Regions from separate parts of the Danio rerio genome. Here region 2 is linked to region 1. A link is a contact called in public Micro-C data. All regions are on one chromosome and are shown on one strand. The core of a region is the stretch at or near the end of the contact, and the rest is flanking DNA. Distances in the headings are between cores, read along the strand shown. Region 1 holds the start of satb1a (SATB homeobox 1a). Region 2 holds the start of rab5aa (RAB5A, member RAS oncogene family, a).

The links. A called contact is a pair of places that touch in the nucleus more often than the background predicts.
Region 2: a contact with region 1 is called in a Micro-C map of caudal fin, with 12 times the contacts expected there. The contact joins the promoter of rab5aa here to the promoter of satb1a in region 1. A contact is called at or near these places in 5 of 18 Hi-C or Micro-C datasets (caudal fin, embryo, hematopoietic stem cells and 1 more) and 2 of 4 datasets of contacts at active chromatin or transcription factors (caudal fin and embryo).

What each region holds. Positions count from the first base shown.
Region 1 is chr19:22,878,829-22,884,267 of GRCz12tu, reverse strand. It overlaps satb1a (SATB homeobox 1a), which reads left to right and starts at 2,083. Exons shown (of 11, transcript NM_001080162.1): 1 at 2,083-2,314; 2 at 3,331-3,522; 3 at 3,610-3,786. The coding sequence starts at 3,360.
Region 2 is chr19:23,106,114-23,111,552 of GRCz12tu, reverse strand. It overlaps rab5aa (RAB5A, member RAS oncogene family, a), which reads right to left and starts at 2,984. Exons shown (of 6, transcript NM_201485.1): 1 at 2,857-2,984.

The DNA.
Region 1 (5,439 bases), core at 834-3,333:
GGCTATGTTTTTGTAATTGAAGATGATTGAATAACTGGAGCGACATGATTAATATTTTTATTTCAGGTCCTTGTTAAAAATGTTGTTTAAATAAAAGATTAAAATGTACTTGCAGTTAAATCACCCCCATGTTCCAAACTTTAGCATATATTTTGAGGAATGTTTAACCAGTAGTGTGACATCAGGCAAACTGGGCCACTTTTTTATTATTATTATTTATTTATTTTTTTTTGTTAATCGATTGTAACAACTTCAAAAAACAAAACATTTAAGACATTTTTGGGGGCCGTTCACATGTACGTTCTTTTTGATGGAGGTGGCTTGCAATCGGTTTTGACACATTATCTGTCAGCTGATTTTTTGAGATGTGAAATGGGCCTGGTGATCAGCAAAAACGGGCCAATCAGACTGCTCATTTTATCCTAACACATTCAGGTAAATTGTGCCAGTAACTAGAAATGGTTAGAAAAACTAGATTATTTCATAAAATCAACATTTTATTTCAGAGAGGCCATCAAGACATGGAATATAAATTATTATTTCCTAATGTACATTTATATTGATTTATCATCACTGACAAGTAATATTGGATACCAGGCCACTCACTTTGTCTATGGAGTGGTCTCAGAATGAGGCATTGCCACCCCACACCATCCCCCCCCCACCACCACCCCCCCACCCCCGTTAGTAACCTCAGACCAATAAATCCATTAACTAAATGTCAAGTACTGTTACGCCAACAGTTTGAAATTCTTTGCAGTTATTGGCTGTTATTGTCATTGTGCAGTGCTATTGATTTGATCAAAGATTAGTGAAAAGATGATGCCAAAGTACTCATAATCCTGGACCAGGTCGTACCCTGAGCAGATCCTGTGGCGGTCATAGAGCAGGGGAGAGCATGAGACTGATTCCTGAAAGACCCCAGTGACAGACGAGTCTTCGAATTGATCCCATGAGCCAGCTTGATCACCTGTCAGTGTCTCACACCTGCAGCTTCTCCACGATGGACAAAACACTATAATTGTGAAATAAACTCTCCAGCCTCCGGTGCCTAGACTGCAGCTCTGCACAAGTAGGCTATCTTGGCCAGAGGAGAAATGTTCGTGCCCAACTGCGCCTGGTTTCTCTCTAGGTTTTTTCCCTTCACTTTTGTCAATTGGTGAAGTTTGTTCCTCGTCACTTTCGCCACTGGATTGCTTGGTTTGAGACTTGTGGTGCTGCGCATCAATGGATTTGCTCTTTAGTGAAAATTAAACCACACTGAACTGAACTGAACTTCAACTCTGAAAACTGGACTGACACTGTTTCATTTTACTAGAACTTCTATGTTAAGCTGCTTTGACACAATCTACATTGTAAAAGCGCTATATCAATAAACATGAACTGAATTGTTAAAATTTTTAAAGAAATAAGAACCATAAATGGTCCATTTTATCTGATGTCCTAATCTGCATGATGTCACCCAATAATAAATTCCATAATAGGAAAAACAAAAACCATGAATGTCAATTTTTTACCGTTTTCCAACATTTTAAAATATATTTTCTTTTGTGTTAATCTCAAACAGGTTTGTGACAAGGGAAGGGTGAGTAACTAAATGATGACAAAATTGAAAATATTTGGTGAGCTGTCCCTTTAAATACTTTACGATTGCAAAAAATAAAAAGGCGTATTAATATTAATTACAAATTAATTTCTAGTTGGCTGTCTATATGGCCACAAATGTAAAAAAAAAATAATAATAATAAAAATTACTTCTTTTTGGCTAAAGCAATACATTTTCATTGACTCAGATAGAAAGAATGGTGCTTTATAGATATCTACAATCAGATTTCATAACTTAGGCGTTTCGACCAGCCAATAGATCAAACAAAGCTTGCTGTTTTAATTATTAAATGTTTAAACAGCCTGCCATACTATAATAGTCATGTATTCTGACAGAAGGCACTTCCGCTAGAAGCAGATTGGTCTGCACTCGGTGACATCACGTTGATGATGCTTTGTGGGGCCGCCTAGAGATTTAATTACGGATCTCTGTTCGCACAAAATATTATACGAGCCGTTTTTCCTCGCGTTTACCCTATTTTTGAGGATTTAAATGTGTATGATTTTATCATTTGCTAAGAACAAAGACCTTTCCTCAGAAGATAAAAGCCGTTTTCGAGTGTCTTTTCACCGGACGCGCGCATTGATTCTGGAGCCAGTGTTTTTGTTAGTGAGCGATCCTGGGACGAGCGCTCGGTCTGTCGGCATGTTAGGATACCCGTCTGAAGGATTATAAACCACCGGTAAAAACAGTACTGCAGTCGCTTAAGTAAGTATAATAACCCGACAGATGAAGAAGAAAGACATAGGTGGGGTATTTAGGCTATACATCACCTGTAGCAGCGCTTCACGGCTGGAAAAAAACCCGTCTTAAACCAGCCTAAGATGGTTTGCTGGTCGCAGCTGGTTTAAGATGGTCTCCAAGCTTGTTAAACAGTCTTCGCTTGGGAGACAAGCTGCATTAACAGATAATAAAAGTAGACAAATCTTAGAACCAGACAGTAGATCAGTCTGAGTATTTTAAACCATACGAAACTGCACATAGACACAATTATATTTCACAATTATTGTGTTTTATATAAATGAAGATGAATGCATATGCATAATATGTTTGCATATGTGAATAATAACGTTACATAGCATAATTTACGATGTAGGAATAATAGGTAGGTTTGTCAGAGCTGAGATTAAAAATATTATGAAGAATTACATATTTAGGCTAATACATACTGTATGTACTTAGATGCAAAACGTGTTACTCCGTATGATTTTGTTTTCCTTTTATAAGAATGTACTTGTGTTTAATATTTATTATGTATTAATAATAATGTAATATTTAAGAATAATAGGGTTGTAACAGCTGAGACAACAAATGTATATGAATTATTTATAGAGTGTAGATGCAAATCCTCTTGGTCCATCTGACATGTTTTCTTTTAAATTAGAATTTTTATGAGGCTCCTATGTTTTATGTTCAGTAATTTTTCTTAAATTGACTATTAACATTTTCACTGTTGTTAAAACTGAACTGAACCTAAACATAAGGTTCTAATAAAGATGCCTAATAAAAATAAAAACAACAATCAGACGTTTGTATCTGAAGTGTTCATATTTTCATTTCATTTCAGCTTTATTTGTATAGCACTTTTACAATGTCGATTGTGTCAAAGCAGCTTCATATAAATTAAATTAAATAACTAAAAAATAAATGAAATAATTTTCATATACATAAATAATGTGTATGTGTGACTATAAATAATTTATACATCATTTTCTATTCTAAAGGTTGGTGAAATCCAAGATTTAAAACAGTGATGGACCATTTGGCGACCACTAGTAGCACCCAGGGGCCGGCCCTGTGTGAACCCTCTTATCCTCCCTGTAAAATGGCTCGTATGGAGAATTGTAGAGATCTGCCTGTACCTGGAGTCACACCTGTTAGCTCCAAACAGACATCACACACTAACAGGAGGAAAGGTATTCATTAATGGCCATAAATGTAGTATACCATATCAGTTCATCCCATTTTTCTGAGTAATATAGTTCCTCTTTCTTTCAACGCAGGTAGTTTACTTCCAGTATTCTGCATGGTGGAACAAAGCGATGTCCCACCATCCGAAGGGAAGCGGTCGGAGCATGCAGAATTTGTGCTGCTGAAGAAAGACCTGCTGTTCAGCCAGATTACAGAAGCTGCATTGCAAGAGCTGGGATACACACACACCGCAGCGGCTCTGGCTACAGGTACACACACACACACACACACACACACACACACTGATGAATAATTCACACTCAATTCCAGTTGAATATTTAAGCCTAAAGGATAGGGACGGAATAGACTGCGACTATGAAAAAAACTACAACCGGCATTATATTATCTTACATTTTATGCTTTATACATAAGTTAGTATTTAGAAAATTGGTGTGGGTAAAAACTGTTTAAAAAAAAAAACAAGTGTTTTATTCTCATCAAGGTTATTCTGCTCAAACAAATATTGTGATATAGTAAGATTGTGAAAGAAGTTTCCTACTTTAATATATTTTAGGATGCAATTCGGAGCTTAAAATAGCTTTTTTAAAGGGATAGTTTACCCAAAATGAAAATTATGTCATAATTTACTCACTCTTTACATGTTCAAAACTTGTTGGAGCTTCTTTCTTCTATTGAACAAAAGGGAAAATATTTTGAAGAAAGCTGGAAACTGCTAACCATTGACATTTTTAGTATTTGTTTTTCCTACTATGGTTTCTAACATTTTTTAAAATATCTTGTTTTGTGTTTAGTAGAATATAGAAACTCATAAAGGTTTGGAACCACTTAAATAAGGAGTACATATTAATTTTTGGGTGAACTATCCTTTTACATTCATTGTGCTGAAAATGTTAGTTGTTCTGCTTGAAGGGATAGTTTAATAAAAAATACAAATTTTGTCATAATTTACTCTCCCAAGTGTTTCAAACCTGGATGTAAAATAAAAATAATAAAAAACAAGATATTTTGAAGAATTGTGTAAACCCGCTGCCATTGCAAATGGTGAACAAATTTAATATTTCTAATGGAGACCATGATAGAATATTTACAAGATTCTGTGATTAATGGAAAGGTCACAAAAACAGTATTTTTAATCAATGTAATGCATCCATGCTAAATAAATGTATTAATTAAATCTAACCAAGCCCATGCCTCTGAACAGAGTACGTATAATTAAAAATGTTTTCAGCAATTACATCTGATTATTTTAACTGCAATTCAATATATTTAATAAATAAACCTTTTAATGAAATCTAACCTAACCCAAACCTCTGAACAGAGTACATACATACAATTAAAAATATTTTCAGCAGTTATATCTAACTGATAATTTGTAACTGCAGTGAAATATACTTAATAAATAAAAGTATTAATTAACTCTTATCAATCCCATGCCTCTGAACAGAGTACATACAAACAATTAAAATATTTTCAGCAATTATTTCTAACTGATCGTTTTAACTGCAATTTAACATTTTCAATATATAAAAGTATTGATTAAATCTAACCGAGCCCATGCCTCTGAACAGGGTACATATAATTAAAAATATTTTCAGCAGTTATATCTAACTGATCATTTTTAAATGAAATTTACTAAGTTACACAATTAAAAAGTATCAACATTGTCTTCATCTACAATCCCAGATAATTTTACTTGCCTTGTACTGATTTTTTTTTTTTTTTTCAAATCCACACGTGCCTAATTTTACTGCTTATGCTAATAATTATGAAACATATTTAACTTGTATGATGACCAAATTAAGTATTAAATCATGCAATGTTTGAAAATCCGAGGTGTGGAATAAAGATTAGAGAAGGAAGTGCAGAAAACATGTCAGAAGCTAACAATAAGTGGGACTTCC
Region 2 (5,439 bases), core at 1,735-4,234, 230 kb before region 1:
AGCGCACAAGAAGATTTGTGCTTGAGCAGCATATGTTTGAGGGGCGTGTAGGAAGTTTTGTGCACGAGCAGAGGAAATCGGCACACAAGCAAAGAGATTTACATGCTTGTTGGCTATAAATGCGATCTCGACAAACAACATTTGTCATTGAAATAACGCCACAGGTAGTTGGTAGATCTGTGTATAAAAAAAGGCCTGTCGCCACCGCTGGAAAAAATCCTAGAGAAAACATTTCAATGCAAAAAAAAAAAATGCTTTTCTTCCTTTGCTTTGTTCTGTTTTTAGTCCAGATATCTAACAATTCTTAGATCAAATAAAAATTGTTTTATTTTCACCGTCAGAAGAAATTAATAGTTTTTTCCCCTTAAAAACAGGCAAAGTTATCTGCCAATGTGGTAAGTAAAATAATCTTGTTTTCGTTTAGAAATGTAGAGATTTGGACTAGAAAAAAAATAAAATAAAAAATATATATAAGAAAACCTTCTTCATTTTTGGTCACTTTATTTTGATAGTCCATTTGTTGAATTTAAGTTACATTGCATCTACATGCTAACTAATTCTCATTAGATTATAAGTAGATTTGTTAGGTTGGGGTTAAGGTTAGTGTAAGTATAGATATTAAGCAGACAGTCTACTAATACTTAAATGGATAACATTTCTATTGATTGTACCATACTTCTTTCAGTTTTGTATCTGTATTTGTTGTAATGTATTGTTATTATTGCAATAAAAAATAAATAAATAATACTTAAATGGACCATCAAAATAATGTGTTATCTAATTGTGTGTGCTGAAATGTTCTAAACTCTGTTGAAATGCTCAGTCACGGTCCTCAAAAACACATGCAAACTCTACAAATCACATGTGTTCTGTGGCTCCTGGTCAACTATATTTCAGATTGCAGATGCGCACATTGCGATATCGATGCTGAAACGATATATTGTGCAGCTCTAATGTATAGTTTAATTCAATAAACAGGTGGTGTACCACAGAATATGTGCATCTCTCTGAATGTCAAAAAAAGATTACCTAAAACTTTTACTTCAATACACATTGCACGCTATCAACTGACAATTCTGCACTAGTAAAGATAACACAATTACTCAAAACATATGCTGATTTTTCAAAGGGTCTAACAATAAAATCTAACATGTCTTAAAATGATAAGTAGTTTAGCAACTTTATTATATTATTATATTGATATTACTATAAAAATGTGAAATTATCAAATATTTATAAACTCACTTTACTATCAAATCTTTAACCTATCAAATATATCAAAACTTTCTTTAGATTTAAGACTTACAAACATCCTTAATTTTTCAATAATATTTTGAGTCAACATATTATTTCTACAGACAAAAACACAGAAAACCACTGCTTCATTGAACATAATTTACATAGCTGAAATACATGTCTGTAGCCATGGTAACCCATTCTCGCATAGAATGTCCTGACTAAGCAGACACAACAAGCAGGCCCATTTAGCTCAATGAAACAATTCAGCAGCTGGAGAAACATGTCACTTCCCAATTAAGTGCACACATATTTGGGTTACAAAACCACAGAAAAATCCACCAACTGTCAATAATAAAAGCCTAAAAGAGCCTTCAAAACACTTTCTAAACTCCGCTATTACTGCCGTTGTGAAATAGGAGAGCATAAAAACAGAATGCCCATGTGGGTTTGCAGCATCACAAGCTGAACTTTCTATAAGAGACACCGAGATCTGCTTTCACACTGACATCAGATTAACAACAGGATCTCTATCTGCATAACAGGACATAAACTAATTCCTTGAGAAGCAGGCCTGTCGTTTCTGGTTTAAGATAACCAAACCATGTCAAAATGTTGTATATTCATACTTTAAATAAAATTACATGGTTGCCCTAAATTTTTAAGTTGAATTAAACTAATTTTGTGCATATTTTTAACTTAAAATTCATTAAATTGACTTAAAAACATATGTTGCCATGACTGAATGATCATACAGTTTTAACAGCGTAGATTTGCTGTTAACGTTACATATATAGCAGCGGATTTAACAACCACATTTGTTGTTTCACACTTTCCCAGTACAATATTGCTACTTGCTAACATACAAACCTCAAAAGTGAAAGAAAAAAGTACAGTGTTTGGATGAAGTTTTTGCATGACACTGCAAAAATCATATCTTCTCTGTAAGAATTTAATCAGCTTCTTCTGGAAGGATTGTAGTGTCATTTTAATGACAGACCTAACACAAACAAACCTGTGATTTCTGTGTTGAAGGTTGACACAGTCATTCTGACCATGAATCATCCACTCAAAATAAACCCGTTTTATCACATCGCTTCCTCAAGTAAAAAAAAAAGCAAGTCGACATTAGACTTTAAATCGCCCAACTTAAACAATCTCTCTGTTTTTCAATACAGCCCTAAGCTTCAAGCCAAGGAACAAGCTGTCTTGTTCCTTGCAAAGACAGCCCACATCAGGTCAGATGCCAAATCTGTTGAACTCCAGTAATCGGCCATAAATCTAGAAGAATTAGTTAATAACGAGAATATAATACAGCGATAAGCAACTTTCACTCCAGCATTCCCACCCTGTTTGGAGCCAAACTGCATTTCGACATAAGCTTCAGCTAAGCAAACAACGCAGGATGACTATATATTCAAGCTTTTAAGAAAAAAATATTACGTATAAAGCATATACTTGGCTGAAAAGAACCGATCTGATGACTTAAGAAGTCAGACTAAGGACAAGGGGCCTGTAACATTTTGTCGACATCTAGCAAGCTAAAGTGGCTACCTAGCTTGAGGGATACGCCAAAGCAGTAAACGGCGCATTGAGCGGAGGTATTCGGTGTCTTTTTACCTGAATGACAGCCGACAGGTTGCTTGAACTGATTTCCGACGACGGGGTAATTAAATTTTTGAGAGGTCTTCCTTATTATTGGGGTCGGTTAGAGGGAATTTTACCAACCCCGATCAAGTCTCCTCCTTTCTTTTCTCTCGCAACTTCCCCTTTAGAACCAAAACACAAACAAGCGTTTCCGCCCCTCAAACATGCCACGTCAGATGACACTTCCGCCCTGAAATGACGTGCTTCCTCCAGGTCGAATCAGTCTGGTCAAACATGTGTTGTACAGTTTATGTTTAAAACAAGGAACATCATGACGGTTTAATTTTTTTAAATATAATATGCCTAACTTACTATCTAAAAAAAAAACAAAAAAGTATATATAATTCAATGTTTATAGGCCTATATGAAAGGACTCGGATTGACTTCAAGTTATTCACATGCGTATTTGAGGTTATGAATGCAAACTAAAAGCAATTCAAATTGAATGTAATGTTATAAACACAGTAACAGATTTTTTAAATACAAAATAAATTCATTGGCGGGCATCATGGTGGTGCAGTGGGTAGCACAAACGCCTCACAGCAAGAAGGTTGCTGGTTCAAGCCTTGGCTGAGTGAGTTGGCATTTCTAAGTGGAGTTAGCATGTTCTTCACATGTTCACGTAGGTTTCCTCCAGGTGCTTCAGTTTCCCCCACAAGTCCAAAGACATGCGGTGTAGGTGAATTGAACAAGCTAAACTGGCTATAGTGTATGTGTGTGAAAGAGAGTGTATGGATATTTCCCAGTTATGGGTTGCAGCTGGAAGGGCATCCGCTGCGTAAAACATATTCTGGATAAGTTCATTCCGCTGTGGCGACCTCAGATTAAAAAAGGAACTAAGCTGAAAGAAAAAATTAATCAATGAATACAATTTCACCAGATGGCTTGATGAGCTCCATTTTAAAAGATTAAAATTTATCTCAATTGTATCTCAATAATTCAGATCGACTAGGGTGATGAAGTCTTTTTCTTTGCCTTACATCTGCATAAAATCGAATAAATTAAGCATATATAACAATGGTCTCAAACTCCATTCCTGGAGAGCCGCGGCTCTGCATTGTTTTTGCTCCAACCATGGGCGTTGCTAGGCCTATTTTAGGGGGGCTGTAGCCCCTTATATTTCTACTCAACCCCCCTAAAACTTTTGCGGTTAGCTCATAAATTGTACATTAAATTATCACCTCAGTCCTTTTTAAATTTGCTAAGAAAATGGCAGCTGAATTTGGCTCCTCCTCGTCTTTCATCATCATCATCATATTCTTGTCGGCTTAGTCCCTTTATTAATCTGGGGTCGCCATAGCGAAATGAACCGCCAACTTATCCAGCAAGTTTTTATGCAGCGGATGCCCTTCCAGCCGCAACCCATCTCTGGGAAATCCTCGTCTTTTGTTTATAATTTTTTAATAAACACCACCTGCAGTGGGGTTTTTACGGCGTTCACCTCATCAGCACAGCTGTCTCCTCCAGCAAAAAGTGTAAATCTTAACAAACATTTAGCTAATTTTATTTCAAAATGAACTACCAATATAAAACACTTTACAGTGTGTGTGGCATTATCTATACCAGGGGTGTCCAAACTCGGTTCTGGAGGGCCGGTGCCCTGGAGAGTTTAGCTCCAACCCTAATCAAACACACCTAAACTAGCTAATCAAGCTCTTGGTAGATTTACTGGAAACTTCCTGGCAGCTGTGTTTAAGCAAGTTGGATCTAAACTCAGCAGGACACCAACCCTCCAGGATTGAGTTTGGACACCCCTGAACTATACCATGCAGTCTTGCGCAGAAAGGATTAAACATAGTGATAGAACCACTTAGAGACGTACTCGCTTTAACTGTCACTAAGTCACTATTACTATTAAATTACTACTTAAAATTGTAATATTTAGCTTTTTCAACTCACACCTGCTTAATTCACCTTATTCTTTGCCGACGAGCGGGCGCAGCCATTTGAATCTTTTTGGCTCGAGACTTCCAGTTTCATTCACTTCCATTCATTTTTAGACATTAAAAACTGCTCGTTTCACTTTTTGATGTTGCTAACTGATATTTTCTTATTACATTATTCTACTTGGTCTGTATAGTCATGCAAACATTTGTTTGCAGAGTAAGTAGTTTGACCATTTTCTGCCGTTTATTATTCCTAGTCATTTTTTCCATAGGCGACTGAATCGGAAGTTCTGAAACAATCACGAAAACAGGCGTACTTCCGCATTTTAGAATAAGGTGAATAGTATCTGTGTTGAACATCTTGATTAGTTGCATCAGCTATGTTTGATTAGGGTTGGAGCAAAACTGTGTAGAGCTGCGGCCCTCCAGGAATTGAGCTTGAGATCTATAATATTCAAATAGAACAGAGGATAAAGTTAAAATATGAATATATAATTTATATAATATATAAATAGAACAGAGGACAAATATGGTAATTTGGCCTAACAGTATTCAAATATAAAAATTTAACATTCATTCATTTTCTTTTCAGCTTAGTCCCAGTATTAATCAGGGGTCACCACAGTGGAATAAAGCACCAACTTATGTTTTACACAGCGGATGCCCTTCC